Linked DNA regions of Pan troglodytes: all the other regions are linked to region 2. Evidence: chromatin contacts called from public Hi-C and HiChIP or PLAC-seq data. All regions are on one chromosome and are shown on one strand. The core of a region is the stretch at or near the end of the contact, and the rest is flanking DNA. Distances in the headings are between cores, read along the strand shown. Region 1 has its middle 49 kb from the start of PTPN1. Region 2 holds the start of UBE2V1 (ubiquitin conjugating enzyme E2 V1). Region 3 holds the start of LOC134809186.

Region 1 (3,758 bases), core at 995-3,494, 350 kb after region 2:
CATAGTGATAGCTCATCTCTACAAAAATTAAAAAATTAGCTGGGCATGGTGGCATGCACCTATACTCCCAGCTACTCAAGAGGCTAAAGCAGGAGGATCTCTTGAGCCCTGGAGGTTGAAGCTGCTGTGAGTCATGATGGTGCCACTGCACTCCAGTCTGGGTGACAGTGAGATACACACACACACACACACACACACACACACACACAGATTTTAACACCATTTGGTCTTATCCTTGTCTGTGATGTCTGTGATTTGTCATATTTTTTTCCATTTCCACTAAAGTCGATGTTAACAAATGGAAGGCTGGAAGAATGGATGGATGAATGGGTGGGTGGATGATAAATGGGTGGATGGATGGATGGATGGAAGGAAGGATGGATGGATGGATGGATGGATGGATGAATGGGTGGGTGGATGATAAATTGGTGGATGGATGGATGGATGGAAGGAAGGATGGGTGGATGGATGGATGGATGGAAGGAAGGATGGATGGATGGATGGATGGATGAATGGGTGGGTGGATGATAAATGGGTGGATGGATGGATGGATGGAAGGATGGATGGATGGATGGATGAATGGGTGAGAGATGGATAATGAGTGGAGGGATGGATGAATGGATGGATGGGTGGGTGGATGGAAGGATGGATGGATGGGTGAGAGATGGATGATGGATGGAGGGATGGATGAATGGATGGATGGGTGGATGAATGGATGGGTCGGTGGATGGATGGAAGGATGAACAGATGGATGGAAGGAAGGATGGATGGATGGATGGATGAGAGGTAGATGATGGCTGGAGAGATGGATGAACATATAGATGGGTGGATGGATGAATGGATGGATGGTTGGGTGGGTGAAGGATGGATGATGGATGGAGGGATGAATGAACAGATGGGCAAATTAATGAATTAGTGGATGACTGGGTGGGTGGAATGCATGCATAGAATAAATGGGTGACTGAATACATAAAAGAACTAACTAAATAAATAATGATGAAAGGCAGAGGGCACTAAGAGGGTTTCACCTTTCAGGGTTTGTTCCTGGACATTGAATGTGCCCTTTGGAAAGATTGCAAACTGGCAGTTATCAGGGTAAATTGGGCTGCAGACATATTTTGTTTGATCTTCACAGGGTTTTTAATTTTTTGAATTGTCATTATTTTAAAATTAGGAAATTTCACATTAAAAATCTAGATTTCTGATTTCTCCTGCAAAATTGGGCCAGCACCCATACCAGGAAATAATATACCAGGACTGACGGGGCTGAGCCTCTGAGTGCTCACGGCCCCCACTGCTCCACAACGCAGTCCTGCTATTGAGGTTTTGTCCGCTGCCATTTATCATGGCAGTTTGGGCTGGTGTTTTTCTCAGTACCATTACAAGGAAAATGAAAAATCTCTTACAGGTGGCTCTTGGTCAAAAGTGGAAAATGAACTTAGGTAAAGAGGAAGTTGGGAGAGAAGTATTTCTTTGTGGCCATGGAGAACACTCCTGTGGATTCGATGGACCAGCAATGCATCTTGCCTGAGTGGTTAGGGACACAGATGCTAGAGCCTGATGGCCTGGGTTCAACCCCCGGCTGTGCTACATACCGGCTGTGTGGCCTCGTGCAAGTCACTGAACATTTCTGGCCTCAGTTTCCTCATGTGTAAAGCAGAGGTGGTGTCAGTCCCCGCCTCATAGAGTGTCAATGATTTTCTCTCCGTGGGGCTCTCTAGGTGTGAGCTGCTATTATCTTACACAGGGCTGGCTCCCGTCATGTGTGTGACCTGCCTACCCTGAGCGTCCACAGCAGCGGTTCTCAACCAAGGTCAACTGTGCCCCCCAGGGGACATTTGGCAATGTCTAGAGACATCTTGGGTTGTCACAACTTGGGTGGGGAGGGGCTACCAACATCTTATGGGTAGAGGCCAGGGAGACTGTGAACAGCCTGCAAGGCTCAGGACAGATCAGCAAAAGATTCTGCTGCCCCGTGTACTCTGCCCCGTGTACTACGTGCTGAGGCTGAGGAACCCGGATCTACAGGAGTCCAAGTCCCCAGAGGGGCTAAGCCATGGCCAGATATCTAGGAGTCCCTGAAGGCTGCCAGAGGTGATTCCCTCTAGATGTGGCAGGAGCCATTCCCTCTGGCCTGAGCCACCTCAGCCCTCAGGATAATCAGGCCCCAAGTAGTGCCCCGTCCCAGGGTGCCTGGCCCCAGCCTGCTCCCAGCCCCATACAACAGGCAAGAAATGTGTCTGTCCCTAGCGCCTCCTGGTGGCCCGGCCCTAAACTACATGACTCTTCCCAGCCCAGGGTGGTGGGAGGGGAGGATGAGGACGTACCTTCCGGGTGTTTAATCCAGACTAGTTGGGAATGTGGGAATTTAAGGTCATGGAAGGCGGTAGCCAATGTTTCAAAGACAAATTGACATGGGTTTGAATCTCAGATCTTCCACTGACCATCTGGGAGGCCTTGGACACATCCCATGACTCTCCTGGGCCTCAGTTTCCTCATCTGGAATGGGGATGATGTTATTTATGTCACAGTTTTGTTGGGAGGATTAAATTAAGTGCATAAACAGATGAAACATACGAGATGCTTCACAAGCCTCCTCTCGGATACTTGTTATTGCTGTGTTCATAGCAATTCATAGCCACTTGTGTTTGATGAATTTCCAGTGTACTCAGAGTGATTTTTTTCAGTGACTATCAACAAATAATTTTGCTGCAAAGAAATACAGATATGGGAAAGGATGCACAATATATTATCAAATGACCACAGGCCTCAGAAACATTGTATACAAACACTACATCTGTGTGTGTGTGTGTGTGTGTGTGCGCGCAAAGAGAGAGAATCTTGCTTTTAACCAGCCTGGAGTGAACACGACTCACTGCAGCCTCCACCTCCTAAGCTCAAGCAATCCTCCCACCTCAACCTTCCAAGTAGTTGGGACTACAGGCACCTGCCATCATATTTAATAGAGACGGGGTTTCACCATGTTGCCCAGACTGGTTTCAAACTCCTGGACTCAAGTGATCCTCCAACCTTGGCCTCCTAAAGTACTTGGATTACAGGTGTGAGCCACTGCACCCGGCCTGATATATCTATATTTTAAAAATATGTACTTTCATAACATGTATGAGAAACAAATACCTCATTTTCTTAGTATATAAAAATCCCTAGCAGATCAACAAAAAGACAATTATCCAAGAGAAAAATAGACTAACAATTTGAATGCTTTGCCACCAGAAAAGAAATATAAACAGTCTTTGAACGTATTTTTTAAATGTCCAATCTAACATATAAACAATGAATATGTAGATTAGAACTATGGTGAACACCTTTTCCCCCTATCGGCAAGGCCAAGATCAAGAAGTCCAATCAAACTTGGCCTTGGCTAGGATGTGGGGAAACCAGAGCTCACGGAGGTTGCCGGTGCAAATGACGATTGGTAGGTACAACCTTAGACAGCATTTAGACAACCAGCGTCAAAATGTTTAAACGCACCTGCCCTATGACTGGGCGATTCAGTTGCTAAGAATGTATCCATCAGAAATAGCTCTGAATACATGGAAAGACTTCTGTGAAAGGGATACTAATTGCAGCATTGTTTGTTGCAGCAAAACCCTGGAAATACCTCCGTGACTATCACCAGAAAACTTGTTAGATAAATTATTATATTCAGACAATGGAATGTGCAAAGAATGCTCTCCTAGTGCTGATCTGGAAAGATCTGCCAAGGTACATTGCTAAGTTGAAAAAAACAAAATCCC
Region 2 (4,303 bases), core at 1,301-3,800:
GGACGAAGGTCAGATCTTATCATACTCCTCTTTTTAAGACTCTTATTCATTCATTCAACAAATATTTACTGAATGCCTACTTCATACCAGACACTTGTTTGATGGCTTCCCCTCATACCATCTCAAATCCAAAGCCATGTCTCTCCAACTCATCTCCTTAACAAGCCTTGCTTGCACATGAAGGCCTTTTATCCTGTTATTTCAACATGCCAAGCAGAGTCCCACCACAGGGCCTTTGCACTCACAGCCCACTCTCTCTCCTGCCTGTGACACTGTAGGGTTGGCTCTTTCCATTATTTGACTCAGTTGAAATGTCACTTTCCTGACCACCTCTCCAGACACTATCACATCACACAATTTCCTCCATAGCACTTACTGCTATCTGAAATTGTCTTATTTACTCCTTAACAGCCTTCTCTCCCTGACTTGAATGGAAGCTCCTGAAGGACACAGACTATGTCCATTTTGTTTGCTATCCACGATGGGACATAATAGGCCCTCAGTAAATATCTGTTGAATAAACAGACAAAAGAATTTTGGGAAGTCCATTTTAGGGCACCTCAAAGCCTGTCCTATGTTATCTAAACCATGCCAAGTGCTCTTGTATTCCACTAGACAGCAGCTGACATTTTATCTGATCACCATAGCCATTTATGAAGCACTCACTTTTTAACTGTCAGGGTCTGGAGAAATTAGAATCGGGCAGCTGTTAACCCAGATTGTAGGTAGCCAACCGAGTGACTGCAAGCAGGGCTGAGCTGCAACAGCACCTTATTGCTGGCTACCACCAGCACACTGGGCCCCTTCGTTTATTACGACCTGGTAGGAGTGTTATTCTGGTGAGAAGTTCTACCCAGCAGTCTGGCCTGACTCAGAATCTCTCTTCTGGGAGTGCCTGGGGCAGCGTCATGGTAAATGAATTGACTCAGCACTGTTCCAGCTGAAACCAAAATCGAGTAAAAGGATTCATGGTCTCCGCTATTCTGCAAGAAGACCCCACTGTTTTAAACTCAAAAGGCAGCAGCTTGTGGTGGGTCACTTCAGTCAGATCCCCCACATTCAATTTCTTTTATTCCCACCCCAACCATCAGGCAAGTATGGCTCCTTGAGACCGCAGAGTAGCAACATTTATAAAGAATTCCCCTCACCCTATTTCCCACGGATCACCAATTCCTTCCCAACACTGCCGCTGCTGTGGCCTTAAATATGCCAATGATTGCTGTACTCAGGCTGGTGTCCCTGCAGCCCCACAGTGGGGAACACTGTGGCCCCGTTTGCTTCCTCCATCAGAGAGGTAACCCATTTTCACCCCATCTGAGAGAACCTCCTTGGCCAACTTCACTGCCAGGCACCTGAGGGTGCAGCCTCACCCAAGAGTTCCCATTTCATCTATTCACCTCCCTACTCCCATCAGCCAGTGGGGAACTTCTGAGCTGAACCCACGTATCTGTCCCAATTATTAAAGGAGTCGATGAGAGTGAGCGTCTCCACAGAAGAGACACTTCTAGGATATGCTTCCCTCACTCAATTCAAAAAGAGGAGACTTTTCTCCTTTACAGGAAACATCTCCGGAACTCGACCTTTTCCACTCCCTCATTTCAGGGGCTTCCCTCAGTTGAATCCCCACTCCCAAAGAGACATCCTCGGGGCTCCCAATTCACCTGTTCTCCCTCATCCAATATCAGAGGCTTCCACCAACTGCCCCACTCGAACCTTGTCCCCTGAAACCTAACTTGAAGCAATCCATCTGTATCCTCGAACAGGTGACTGGTAATGATGGGGTCATTTCACTATCACCGCTATTAGGTCCCTCTGGCATCTGAATCCTTTTCCCTCCTCTCACTTATCATGCGGAGATCCCCTTCATTCTCCCCAAAAGCAGCTGCTCCAAGGCTCCTCCTTTCTAGTCAACATAGCTATTTCCTCAGCTAACCCCATCTCTAAAACTAACGCCGGAGCCGTTCCCTCAACCGATAGGGGATCCTCTCAAGTCACCCCCTCAGGATCCCGTTTCTTCCATCCAGCCTGAGGGGCTTCTCTGATGTCCCCTCCAGACATCCCAAGGCCCCTCTCAGCCGCACCCCTGGCACCCAATATGGGACTTCCATCCGCTGTGGGGCGCCTCCTCTAGGGGACCCCTAGATCGCCCCTTAAGAGTCGCCAGCCCCGGTATCCTCAGGAGTGCCTCGGAGCTCGCTCCTCGCCCACTCCGGCTCCCCCAGACAGCGCAGAGGGCCCTCACGCCTCCCGGGGGAGCCTCAGGGCCTCGCCGCGCCGCCCACAGGCCCCTCAGCCCCCCGCCCGTGCTTCCGGCCACCGCCTGCTCCTCCTCCCCCAGTCAGGCCGCGCCGGTGGCTGCCGCGGAGCCCAGCAGACAGAGGCGGCGCGGGGACCCTGGCTCCGCTGCAGGAGGCTTTGAGGGTCCCCGGCCCCCGGCCCAAGCCCATGCCCCCTCGGCCGGCCGGGACCGGCGCCCCCGCTCACCCGAGCCCGTGGTGGCTGCCATCTTGCGTCGCTGTTGCTTGAAGGCCGGCCCCTTCTTCACCCCCCCTTCACCCGTCCCCTGGCCCTGATGCGCAGGCGCGCGCGCACGCACATACGCCGCCGCTGACGCCCGCCCCGGAGACCTGCACGACCCGTGGCCTGGAAGGCTCTTTTCCTTCCCTTTTAGAGAAAGGAAATATCTGCGTGCTCGAGGGCCCAGCAACCTGCAAGTCCCCACACATCGGGTGCGAGGGAGGTTGTGATGTGCTTAGTGAGAAGGGCAGGGGTGATTAGGCTTGGGAAGGCGCGATTGTGAAAGAAAAAGAAAAGATAGCTTCAAACAAAAGCGCCGAATTCGCTTGGGGCTTTTTCCTGTCTAGTTCCTATCTAGATCCTCACCACATCTCCGCAAGGTCAGAATTAATGTGAAAAATGCAGCCGAGAGAGATCAAGCGATTTATCTAAACTCAGCTGTTAAGTGGCAGAGACAGGCAGAATTTTAACCTCCAGGTTCAAATTTTTTGAATCATCACCCTCCAGGTCAGATGATCTGGCTCCTAGGATTGATGCTCCCCGGCCAGAGAAGGCTTGGAGTGGGTGCAGCTAAATGATTTAGGGGCATTAAGGTGGCAGGGAAAGCATTTGCTAACCATCTACCCAATTCATTCATTCATTCATTCGTTCATTCATTCATTCAACCAAACAAACATTAAGCACCTACTATGTACCAGACACTGTGCTAGGCGCTGGGGATGGATAGACATCTCTGAAGAAGCAAATCCCTGCTTTCAGGGACTTACATTCTAGTCGTAGACAGCAAGTAAATAAACAGGAAACTATAATTCTGATAGGGTAGAGATAAACCAAGAAAAGAGCAGCAGAGGATGGTCAGGAAGGGCCTCCTAAGGTGGTCATATTTCAGCAGAGACCGTAACAATGAGGAGGTAGAGGGAACAGCTTGTGCAAAGGCCCTTGGGAAATATTTTTGCAAATAAATAAACCCAAGAAGGTACTCCTCCTTTATTATAAATTGTCTGAGAAGCCCTTATATGGATGTAGACACTGAGGCTGAGAGAGGTGAAGGGACTGGCTTAAGGTCACAGAGCAAAATACTGGCAGAAGGACCAGGACTCTAAACATAGAGGGACAAGGAAGCTGGAAGCCCTCACCCAGCACATCCAATTCATCACCTTTGTCTGACAGCAGTGCCTACTCTGCATCTCTCCACTCCATTCACTTCTCCACTCAGGGCAAGCTGCCTTTATCTCCCACTTGGAAGACCCCAGCAGCTTCCATTCTCTCCCCTATGGTCCATTCTCCACACAGACCAACATCTGCTCAAAACAACCTCCAGCTAAAGCCTTCAGTGGCTCCCCATTCCCTCTGGATAAAATACAAACTTTACAAGTTGAGCGACCATAGAATTATCACCTAATGAGGACACACATCAGATTAAAAGGGGATTTATTATAATCTCACCAGGACAAGTGGAAATCAGGGCTCTCCAGGGCAAAGCAGGATGCCTGGACACCCTGTGCACAAGGCTCTGCACCCAGGGCAGGGACGAGGATGGGGTGGTCAGATTTAACGGGGCTTTCACTCAGGTCCTGACTCTGCACTTGCACAGCGCTGCAGGTGAGTGACTCCTTAAAATCTGCACCCTAGGGCAGGGCATGGTGGCTCACGCCTGTAATCCCAGCACTTTGGGAGGCCGAGGTGGGCGGATCACCTGAGGTCAGGAGTTCCAGACCAGCCTGGTCAACATGGTGAAACCTCGTCTCTACTAAAAATACAAAAATTAGCGGGGCGTGGTAGCACG
Region 3 (4,344 bases), core at 163-2,662, 470 kb after region 2:
CAGCACCTGGGGGCACCAGTGAAGAGTGGCCAGCCACCAACCTCTAGAACCTAACTGGGGTCGAATCCTGGCCCCACCTTACCAGCTCGTCACAGTGTCTCCGTTTCCTCTTCTGTCAAACTCAGGTTTTGCGAGGGTTCTGGGAGGTCCTATACGGGAAGGGTTAGCAGTTACCATGGGTGTGTAGCACGGGCTTTATCTGAAGGGAAGGTGGAGCCGTAGGGAGACCATGTGGAGTGGGGCTCCAGGGCTGTGTGGGTGGGGAGGGATCTGCTTCTGGGTTACCCATGCCTCCCCTTCTCAAGTACTACTTCTTAATCATCATGGCTCCTGCCATTCATTTCATAGTTGATGTAAGCCAGGTGCGGTGGCTCACGTCTTTAATCCCAGCACTTGGGGAGGCTGAGGCCAGGAGGATCACTCGAGGCCAGGAGTTCAAGACCAGCTTGGGCAACATAGTGAGACCCCCGTCTCTACAAAAAAACAAAAACAATTAGTCAGACATCGTGGTGCTCCCCTATAGTCCAGCTACTCAGGAGGCTGAGGCAGGAGGATTGCTTGTGCCCAGGAGTTCAAGGCTGCAGTGAGCTATGCTTGCACCACTGCACTCTAGCCTGGGTGACAGAGCAAGACCCTGTCTCAAAAATAAATAAATAAATAAAATAGTAGAAGTAAGATCTAGAATGTAGCACAGGTTACCAGGACGTAGGCAAGGGGTTCGGGCTGCCTGGCTCTTGAGGATGGTAGCAGTGCAGCTGATGCGAGTGCTTTCTGCCCTCTGGTGGTGACCGCGCCGGAGTCACCAGCCCTGCCATAGCCCTGATGGGGCAGAGGGTTCTGAGTACGGTGGCTGGAGGTGCTTTCTGGAAGATTCTCAGGAGTAACATGGGCAGTGTGTTGGAATGTGCTAGAGGATTTATGCAGTAGCCTTTTAAAAGAATGCTTTTTAGCATTTGCAAGCCTGACATTAAGAGTGACTTCTGGGAAACTATTTGCTTGTTGAGGGAAACTGAATTTCAACAGAGCAGAAGAGCTGTGCGCTTTTTGCTTGGCAGAGTGAATACAGCCAGCTCCGAGGTTTTGATGTTAGGATCTGTTTGCTCCAACAGACTTTGTTTTTAAAAGGCTTTTCTCAGCCATAGCTGTCTGTTCTAGCACAAGGCTGGAATGAGTTCCTTGTGAAAGAGGTGAGCAGGTGTGAGGGAGGGTGTCAGTGGGCGGTAACCCACACCTTCAAGGATTAAAGGAAAACTTGCGTTTGGCATGCTTGCTTCTTATTCAATTTTAAAATACATTTTAACGGCCGGGCACGGTGGCTAACACCTGTAATCCCAGCACTTTGAGGGGCTGAGGTGGGTGGTTCACGAGGCCAGGGGTTCAAGACCAGCCTGGCCAAGATGGTGAAACCCCGTCTCTACTAAAAATACAAAAAAAAAAAAAAAAAATTAGCCGGGCGTGGTGGCGGGCACCTGTAATCCCAGCTACTCGGGAGGCTGAGGCAGAGAATTGCTTGAACCCAGGAGGCGGAGGTTGCATTGAGTCGAGATCATGCCACTGCATTCCAGCCTGGGCGACAGAGCAAGACTCTGTCTCAAAATAATAATAATAATTTTTTAAAAATACATTTTAAGTCCTTTTCTTCCCCACCTGCCCCCACCCTCCAAATAGAAGAGGTATTTCTTCTTCTTTAATGTCGTTAAGGTTATATGGATACCATTTTCTAGAGAGGAAAGAATGATGGAATTGCCTAGTGTGAGTCTAGCAATTATCCTAACATACACAAATTTCTCCTTGTTCTGTGCCAAGATACTGTATTTAATATTTAATGAACATTAAATATTACTTACTAGTGTATTTAATGGCTGAGGCAGGGTTAAATATGTATTATTTTCATCCCAGCAGAGTTGGGGGAGGTCCTAGTAACTATGCCATGAGCTCTGTGAGGGTGAGGTGGTGTCTTTGCCCCCGCCTCCCTGGCACGGTAACTGGCACATGGTTGGCATAGTGTGGACATTCGTCAAGTGAAGGAAGGCATCATGAGCAGATCTCTGGCCTGAATCCTTCTGCCATCAGCTGCTCGCCAGGTGGCCCTGGCACTGGGCCACAGGGAAACCCTCCAGGCTGGTATGGTTCCTGTCTGTGGCTGTCTTCCCGGGCCCATGTTAGGAGACTTTCACTTCCAGAGCCCTTTCCCTCTCAGGGCCTTGCTTACCAAGTGACTGGTTCCCATTTACTAGGAGCTCTTAGGTCATTGAAGATGTTGCGTACTCCCCCCAGCGAGGGCTGCCTTTTGATCACAGCCGCCAGAAGCCTCAAGGAAGGAGCAGAGCTGGAAACAGACGCCAGGCCATTACTTCTGTTCCTCTGGGGCAGACCCAGCCATGGAAGAGACATTCTGGGACAAGGGCTGGGGTCCACCTTTCAACCGTGTCTGCAGCAGGCTCTCAGCACGGACTCTCTGCCTCCAAACGTCCACCTCCTCGTTGGAAAATGGATGGGAGTGCCTGCCTGGAGCAGCTGGTGGGAGAGCGCAGCGCCAGCATGCAGGACACACTCGGTTCATGAGCTGATGCTGTTCGCATTGACCGCCTCTTCAGCTGGGTGTTGAGCCACACCTTGGAGTCACCAGTCTTTGGAGACCAAGTCTGCTACTTTTTTCTGTAAAGTGACAATCCTCTGAAACCTCCAGATCATCTTGAAGCCCCGTCTGAAAGTTGCCCAGAGCCAGTGCCTCACCTGCTGTTCCTTGTTCACTTTTTCACGGGAGGCCTTGCAGGGCTTTATGACAAGATTTTGTGGGTGGCTGCCCAGCATCATTGTGACTCGTGAGACAGAGAGAAACCAGTTGTAACCATGTAGACAGTGGAAGTGATAGGGAGAAAAGAGGTGAGGGGACTCTTCAATCCGAAGGGAAATGAAGTCTAAGCAGGCACACCCTGCAGGTTCAGTGTCAAGCCCAGGGCCTGGCCCCAGGGTGTGGTATTTGTTGACTGGGTGTGTGGACCCTGGGAGAAAGTCTGAGAATTAATGTTCCTCTTAGAGGTAGATGAGTGGAAGGTGACTCTGTGTGTACTTGGAATTAGTGATTTCTGTACAGATGATGCTTTTAGAATCATCATGAGTATTTTTCTCTTTCAGACCCAAGAAACTCGAGAGATCTTACATTTCCACTATACCACATGGCCTGACTTTGGAGTCCCTGAATCACCAGCCTCATTCTTGAACTTTCTTTTCAAAGTCCGAGAGTCAGGGTCACTCAGCCCGGAGCACGGGCCCGTTGTGGTGCACTGCAGTGCAGGCATCGGCAGGTCTGGAACCTTCTGTCTGGCTGATACCTGCCTCTTGCTGGTAAGGAGGCCCTCGCGGGTGCCCTGGGGAGTTCCTCTACCTGCTCTGCTGTGATGTTTTTTCCTAAGTAGAAACTGAAGCACTCCTCTTCCAAAATACAGAGACTCACTGTGTTAGTCTGTTTTTGCGTTACTAATAAAGGCGTACCTGAGACTCGGTAATTTGTAAAGAAAAGAGGTTTAACTGGCTCCCGGTTCTGCAGGCTGTACAAGCATGGCACCAGCATCTGCTCGGCTCCTGGGGAGGCCTCAGGGAGCTTCCAGTCATGGTGGAAGGTGAAGGGGAGCAGGAGCAAGAGATGGGGTCCCAGACTCTTAACCAGATCTCTTGTGAATGCATTGCCTCAGGGAGGGCACCAAGCCTTTCATGAGGGACCTGTCCCCCTGACCCAGACACCTCCCACCCAGCCCCACCTCCAACACTAGGGATCACATTTCAGCATGAGATTGGGAGGGGACAGACATCTAACGGTGTTATTAACGTTGCCCTTGAGAATTGGACCTGGCTGACTTATATATCCTCTCTGGCTTTCAGATGGACAAGAGGAAAGACCCTTCTTCCGTTGATATCAAGAAAGTGCTGTTAGAAATGAGGAAGTTTCGGATGGGGCTGATCCAGACAGCCGACCAGCTGCGCTTCTCCTACCTGGCTGTGATCGAAGGTGCCAAATTCATCATGGGGGACTCTTCCGTGCAGGTCAGCATTGCCTTTGTTTGAATCCAGGTGTGACCATTTTAACTTTTTTGTCTTTGAAGGAGGCTGTCAGTTGTAAAAGTTCAAACACCGTCTGGTGTCAGGGGAAATAGCTACCCTTCATGTTTAAAATAGCTAGAAAGTTGTCAAAATGTTCACCATGTCGCACTTTGTGCCTTTGAAGTGCTCACATAGAGAGCATTGATAGGAAGACGAGACTTTATTTTCAAAAGATTTCATCTTCCAAGTACATGGCTGCAGCCCTGAGAGGCCGAGAGCCCCTCGCCAAGCCGTCATCTCTGC

The links. A called contact is a pair of places that touch in the nucleus more often than the background predicts. HiChIP or PLAC-seq counts read pairs in DNA pulled down with a chosen protein or histone mark.
Region 1: a Hi-C map of induced pluripotent stem cells shows a contact between it and region 2, with 2.2 times the contacts expected there. The contact joins the enhancer-like site here to the promoter of UBE2V1 in region 2. A contact is called at or near these places in 2 of 7 Hi-C or Micro-C datasets (induced pluripotent stem cells and stem cell-derived neural progenitor cells) and 1 of 1 datasets of contacts at active chromatin or transcription factors (stem cell-derived excitatory neurons).
Region 3: a contact with region 2 is called in an H3K4me3 HiChIP or PLAC-seq map of stem cell-derived excitatory neurons, with 4 times the contacts expected there. The contact joins the promoter of LOC134809186 here to the promoter of UBE2V1 in region 2. A contact is called at or near these places in 1 of 7 Hi-C or Micro-C datasets (stem cell-derived neural progenitor cells) and 1 of 1 datasets of contacts at active chromatin or transcription factors (stem cell-derived excitatory neurons).

The regions. Positions count from the first base shown.
Region 1 is chr21:56,748,042-56,751,799 of NHGRI_mPanTro3-v2.0_pri, forward strand. No RefSeq gene overlaps it. Among named protein-coding and RNA genes, the nearest start is that of PTPN1, 49 kb to the right of the region's middle. Within about 2 kb of position 2,245, at least 1 of the 24 cell types and tissues checked has an H3K27ac peak or open chromatin away from gene starts, as enhancers often do. A contact at or near this core is called in induced pluripotent stem cells, where this site is marked.
Region 2 is chr21:56,396,724-56,401,026 of NHGRI_mPanTro3-v2.0_pri, forward strand. UBE2V1 (ubiquitin conjugating enzyme E2 V1) reads right to left here and starts at 2,551. Exons shown (of 4, transcript NM_001205077.2): 1 at 2,485-2,551. The coding sequence starts at 2,506.
Region 3 is chr21:56,864,750-56,869,093 of NHGRI_mPanTro3-v2.0_pri, forward strand. It overlaps LOC134809186, which reads right to left and starts at 1,413. Exons shown (of 2, transcript XM_063803107.1): 1 at 1-1,413. It overlaps PTPN1 (protein tyrosine phosphatase non-receptor type 1), which reads left to right. Exons shown (of 10, transcript XM_525354.9): 6 at 3,139-3,348; 7 at 3,883-4,044.